Regions from separate parts of the Arachis hypogaea genome. Here region 2 is linked to region 1. A link is a contact called in public Hi-C data. All regions are on one chromosome and are shown on one strand. The core of a region is the stretch at or near the end of the contact, and the rest is flanking DNA. Distances in the headings are between cores, read along the strand shown.

Region 1 (3,552 bases), core at 269-2,768:
AAATATAATTTATAAAATATTATTTATATATTAAAATTAATTTATGTATAAATATATGTATATGTGTGTAATTTAATTTATTTTTAATTTATATTTTATATTTTAAATTGATAACTAATTTTTATAACTAATTTTAATGTATAGTTTAGTATAATTGTATAATTTATTATATGTATATAAAAATTCTTATTTACATGTGGAATATTTTTGTCTTATACTTTATTTCCCTCATTTCACATATTCTGATTAATTAAGTATTATACATACACAAAGTGTTTACATTATAGAATGCATGTAATTTGAACTCTTATTATCAACACATGGAAATATTAAAGATGTATAAAATAAACCACCACCATATTTTACAAAAGGGCAGTGAAATAAAAATAAAAAGGAAACACCAAAATCATATATTGAGTTTGAGCTGAAATCAAACACTATATACAACATAAGCACACATATATACAAGGCATCACCTCTTCCCCCCTTGGAAAAAAAACACCCTACTAGCTACATCAAAATTACTTAATAATTAAGTCACGTGATGCTGTGGTTGCACTGATATCCCCCAGTCACGTGATACTTTCCTTTGACAAAGCAGTGAAAACACGTACAGGAGGCGGGTGTATATGTAAATAAGTAAATTATAGGAAGATTTTTTTTTTTCCATACGTGAAAATAGGAATATTATTTGTACGCTAATATTATTATCGGACACAAGAACATATATTATACAGAATAGAAACACACAATATTTGACATTACTCAATAAATAAAGTCAATATATTGTGTTTCTTAGTGTCCAAATAACGTACAAATAATATATATATATATATATATATATATATATATATATATATATATATATATATATATATATATATATATATATATATTATCGGTCCCAAGAGTAATAATAAGGAGAATTTGTGTGTTGTGAGTGAAGATTCTTATAAAACCTTTTAATAAACTCTTCAGCTTTAATATCAATTTTGCCACCATCGTCATCATCAAAATCTTCTTCGTCTTTGAGAGGAAAAGGGGAATCAGTGATCCTCAACTGCTTAGGGCTTTTTCCAAACCCTGGCAATGGCATCAATGGCGAATCCATCATCATCTCACAGTTGCTATTGTTGTTGTTATCTTTTAGCATCTCAAGAACCTTACATAGGGTTGAAACGTCTTCGTGGTGGTGGCAGCGATGGTGGCGACGGCTGTGGTAATTAAAGGCAGGGCTACTGGTGCAGCTGAATTGGTATTCGCGAGGGTAGAAGGAGAGGTTTTTGTTGTTGCGGAAGGAGGAACGGTGGCGCGTGAAGGCGGCGGCGTAGTGGTGGTGGAGAGTAAGAGTGGTGGAGATTGCGTTGCTGGCTGCTATCTTTCCGCGCTTGAGCAAGAGATTGAACTCGGAAATGAGTTTGCTCTTTGATATACCTTTTCTTAACATGACCATAACTATTCTTAGAATGTTCAAGAGCTTCTTTGCCACCATTGGTGCTGCCCTTGCTTCAATTTCCATGATGGATGTGTTGTTTTCTTGGTTTGTTTAAAGAGAGAAAGAGAAAAAGTATATGTATGTATATGTGTGATCCAGTGAGGGTGTGATGAGTGAATTGGAATTGGTGTGTTTTGGTTTGTGAAATGAGGGAATGGGGGATGATATGGTATTTAAAGGGATCCAAGAGATCTTATTGTAATTAAATTCCTTAAATTAATTAATTAAGGGCAAGACTAATAAAGTCCCACCTCGTATAATAGCGCGTGAGGAAACGTTTTATGTAGGGTTACATATTTTTTTGACAAGATTTTTCATATTAAATAATAGATAATACTACAAAAAAAAAAAAAAACACAAATAATTCAAACTTGTCCTAGTTTATTAATATTTGTTTATTATAGAGTGCATTAAATAAAATCAAAACTAATAAAGTTTAGTAGTTTTTGGCTAAATACTTTTTGGGAGACTTTTTGTTAAATAATTATTATAAGTTTTACAATTACACCTTTGTAAATGATAATTGAAAAAAGGTTTGCTTTAGTAGAAGTTTATCCTATAGCTAGTAAGACAAATCAACTTTGGAATATATACAAAAAGTATTAGTACATATTGAGAAATTGTTATTTTTTATTCTTTTAGCAAAAAATAATTGGAATGTAAAAAGATATATATAGTGTGAAAAATAGAATTACTATTATTTGTTATTTTTTTTCAATGCATATGAGTAAGGTATTGAATGCAAGAATATGTGCTCAATTATCTTTTTTCCATTTTCACAAAAATATACAATATCCAATTTCCAGACCAAATATTTTTAAACCCAACTTCTCCACACTTAAATCATGAACACTCTCACTCATCTAAGCTAACCAAGAATTTAAATTAGGGACATTTATTGTTTTTCTTTTAGAGCTAGTGATGAGCTAAAGTAAAGAATAAATAGGGTTAAAAAGGCACAATATTGGTTTGCAAAGGATAATGAAAGGGTAAGGGCATATGTGTATGTGAGCTATAGCGAAACAAGAGCCTCAATCACATAAATGTATGCATATATCAAACAATGAAAATATAGAATCAAGCAAGACAAAGATCACACTTTTAGAGAGAACAATACACACCAAAATAAAATATTGGTTGATAAGATGCAACCAATCAATTAAGTTCAAAATCTCTGATTTTTGTGTGTTTGAGCTCTAACCCATGTTCCAAAATAAATTTCTTCAGGCAAGTTCAACAAAAATTCTAATTTGAATTAGTGAAGTACTCTAAAATAGTTTCTTGGAAAAGAAATCATTACTTCAACCAAGTAGTACATACATGCAAGCAACTAACTACACATGCAATCTATTATGCAATGTAACAACTAATTAACAAAGAAGAGTGAGAATTGGTGTTGAAGAAGGAAATACTTACCCATGGAAGTCGGTATCAACCTCCCCACACTAAAAGATTGCACCGTTTTCAGTGCATGCAAAGATGTGTAAGTAGATGGGTTGCTACAACTGATGCGCTTTCTCCAAAGATTGTGCGGCGGGACTTGTTGTTTGCCCATTTAGAAGCTTTTTCCTTCCCTTTTTGGTGACCATCCTAAAAGAAGAGAAAAAAGAAGAAGAATAACCCACAAACAAAGATATGCAAACAAATAAAACATAGGTGGGTTAATGCCAAATAATAATGAGGTTCTCAACTACATGGTAGCATGCAAGTGAGAAAACAATATAAGAAAATGGCATATCAGCTAACACTTGATGCAAGAGTAAAGTCAAAGCATAGGTAAATGAAAAGAATACTCAGAAACATCAAGGTAAAACAAGAAATGACACAGACAAGATTAGTGATAAGCATGAGAGCATTTGGTCCTATCCTAACTCATTGGTAACGAAGCATAAAAACAAAGAATAATGAGTCGGAAGGGATGAAAGCACTAATCATGTGTGTGGGGCAAAAACTTCCATTAATGCTAAACAAGTAACGAAGCACCAAAATAATTTAAGAAATTTTCAAAAGTTGAGTAGAAAATTTAACACCAATAGTAAAATAGGACACATAAGGAG
Region 2 (3,552 bases), core at 743-3,242, 39 kb after region 1:
TATGTATTGAATTTTAATTATTAAAAAATATTTTTAAAAAAAGACGTTTTAAGCGTCTTTATCTAAATGGCTCCTCCCATTATAGTATTACAGATAAAAATACTAGTATATTATAAATAAAACGACATAAAATCAAATTCTGTTAATATTTAACGAAATTTTTAACATAAAAATTGCGTGATCTCAAAATAATAAAATTAAGAGCGGTGTTATCCCTTTTTTTTTTTTGTTAAGGGTCATGTTATGTCTTTTGTGTGATAGACAAAAATCGAATTGAATGTTTACTCAGTAAAAGACAATAAATATTTTTATCTTTCTCTCTCTTTTTTCTCCTTCTCTATTTTTCTATTTTTCTCTTCTACAGAAAATAAAATTAACAAAATAATATAATTTAAATAAAAAATATTATTATTATTATTATTATTATTATTGTTATTATTATTATTATTGTTATTATTATTATTATTGTTATTATATGCATAATTTTTTAGTTTTTTATTTAATGTTAAATTTTTATACTGTTTATCTTTTTAATCTATATTTTTATTTATCTTCTTTCAAATATTTATTACATATATAATTTTGAGAGAATACTAATATTATAATTAAAAGTTAGAATCAAGATTCAATTATTTTTTAAAAAAAATTAATTTTGAGTTAATTTTATAACTATCAGTATAATATTTTTATACTAATATCTAATTATATTTTTATATACATAGAGAGAAAACATATTATTTTTAAATAGAAAATATAAAAATTAATTATTTCTATTTGTGCAACAGACTTAACGGCTAACACCTAATTAAATGTAAAAGTATACACGTTAAATTGTTTTAAATTTTAGATAACGAATGTTAAAATTAATTATTAAGAAAAAATTAGACTTTTTCATATAAAAATAATAAATAAAAATTTTATTATTTAATTTTTTTCGAAGATACTTTGGTCTTTTTAGTCAGAGACTTTTGTCAACTTACGACTTTTTTTTGTAAAAGTAGTTTGATTTTATAAATCTTTTGTGACATGTATAATCTATACTGTCAAAACAAAATAAACTGTAATTTTAAAAAAATTGTATTTTTGTAATGTTATTACAGGCAAAAATACCAGTTAGTTGTTATATATTGTACACTTTTAAAAAGGATGAGCTTATTTATTTAAATGATTTAGATTAGCAAAAGTCAATTTGAAAGTCATAAGAAAATATTTTATATATATATATATATATATATATATATTCTAATTGATTTTTAGGTATGGTATTTTTAGGCTATTAGGTTAATGATTAATTTGTTATAGATTTGAGATCTATTTAAAAGTTTATTATTAATTAATATATTGTTGCATATATACACAAAATAAGATTATTTTAAATTTTTAACATTTATTTAAACAGAAGAGAAGGAGAATCACTTTATCTAGCTCAAGTAAATTAAGGCATTGAGACATTTATGGTTTGCTACCCTAAATCTCTTTTTTGGTCAAATCCTAAACTAATTTTTTTTTTTATCATACAATTTACAGACACTCCAGGTCCAGGACTCTCTTTTAATAAAGGTTCTCCACTGACGGGGTTTACGAGGCTTACAAATTTTCCACTAGCCTCGCCATCCTCCCAAGAGACTCTCAGTGTCGTGGGTTAAGCCATCTTAATGCTCTAACTATATTTTTAATTGTCTCCTCCTTTTGTTTAGTCTTGGGTCAAGCCCATCAACCCTACCCAAACCTGCACACCCCACCAGCTCGAACTGAACCTGAACCCGATTCTCTATCCTTCTTTATTACCTTCCTCAATTATTGGAAGTATTGCTTTTTATTTTTATTTTTCAGGTATCTCTTAATTTGATAAATCAAAAACTAATCAATCGTGAATCTGAATTCTATTTAAGAATTTGTTATTGGCTTAAATAAAATTTATTTATTTATTATTAAACGAAAGGGGCACAACCAAAGCCCAATAAAAATGGTTACTTTTCTTAAGTATGGTCCAACTCAGACCAAAAATATATTAAAAAAAGATGCAACTGAATCGTCCAATCGTTTTCCATTAAATTTGCTGATATTTTTTACCAAAAAAAAAAGTACTCTATGAGGAAGTAAAATTTTTTAGCCAAATGTATTATTACCAAGTGAACCCAATTGTTTCATTCCAACCAAAGGAAGCCCAAAAATTAAATAAAAAACTATATCATGAGATTATATTTAATTGCTTTAGCCAAAAAAAAAAGAAAATTTTTTACCAGGAGTATCTAAAGAGTGTTAGAGAGATCTGTTGTACTTATGTCACTTTATCAAAATACACGTCAGACTTACGTGTGGGACGCATAAGTTCCTCACATATAGACAAAAAAATTGAGTTTCTCACCGTAACAATAATCAAAAAATGATATTTAATTATTTTTAGTTTTATATACTACACTCCTCAATTATGACACTATTCTAAATCTTAATAACAACTCATAAAAAGAGTTATATCTGCTCTTCAAATTGTAATTTTTGTAGTGGAAAAAAGTCAAGCAAAATAAAATGATATCAAGTGTCAAACCTCATTTAGATAGAGTCCTAGATTAGTATCCGCTATCTCTCAAATACACCATTATTATTATTATTATTATTATTATTATTATTATTATTATTATTATTATTATTATTATTATTATTATTATTATTATTATTAAATAAAAATGTTATTTCAACAACTAAAAAAGTAAAATTGTTTCATGTCGATACAATGTCATTATTGGATTGATAGGATGGTAATCGAGTGGAAAACAATCACATTTAATATAATGATAAAATAACTATCTAAATACAACCACTAAGATTCCTTTTAAATTGTTTTAATTGTTTAAATAACATACTCTTTTAAATATCGTAGAATTATTTCATATCCATATATAAGAGGTGATAGATTGATGGTTACTAATTTTGTAGCCTCTTATTTCTTGAATTTTCTCTTTGTGCACTTGTTTGCTTGTGCCCCCACTAAAGCACTAGCACTGTTCTTTCAATATCATCGTACTAGAAGTTAAATATTCATTCTTTGTCCTTTCATTATCGTGGAGGAAATTAAATATTCATTCATTATTTCTGGTAGTTCCCACAACAGCATTATACTAATGCATAGAGAAATGATTTTCAAACATTTAGACTTATTCGATTTGTGGAAGACGTATTGTGATTTTCTTTATTTCAGTGTTTATAATTTTATAATTTTTGGAAAGAAAAATAAAAATGATTTTATTTTTATTTTCAATTTCTTTAAAAAAAATTACAAACGATAAAATACTGAAAGCAAGAATAAAATATATATAAAAACACTTGATCGAAAAATATTTTCAATATAAATGAGGTGAATCGAAAGAAGTAAAGTTTAGTCTCTCAAGAAGATATGCATGTGAGTATAAGGTTGGAGGTATTCAGCGCTGATTGAATTTCGATTATGTGGTTGATCGAGTAAGCCAAATCGAATGGAAGTTTCAATTCGAAGAATTGAGTAAGGCCTTCGAGAAAGCTTATCGAATAGTTGTGGAAACGAGAAAGTTCGTG

What was found. A called contact is a pair of places that touch in the nucleus more often than the background predicts.
Region 2: a contact with region 1 is called in a Hi-C map of leaf, with 2.3 times the contacts expected there. The contact joins the enhancer-like site here to the promoter of LOC112803804 in region 1. A contact is called at or near these places in 3 of 8 Hi-C or Micro-C datasets (leaf and an unstated tissue).

Annotation. Positions count from the first base shown.
Region 1 is chr5:96,075,647-96,079,198 of arahy.Tifrunner.gnm2.J5K5, forward strand. LOC112803804 reads right to left here and starts at 1,519. Exons shown (of 1, transcript XM_025847265.1): 1 at 896-1,519. The coding sequence starts at 1,519. The coding sequence ends at 896.
Region 2 is chr5:96,114,354-96,117,905 of arahy.Tifrunner.gnm2.J5K5, forward strand. No RefSeq gene overlaps it. Among protein-coding and RNA genes, the nearest start is that of LOC112802093, 11 kb to the right of the region's middle. Within about 2 kb of position 1,993, at least 3 of the 3 cell types and tissues checked have open chromatin away from gene starts, as enhancers often do.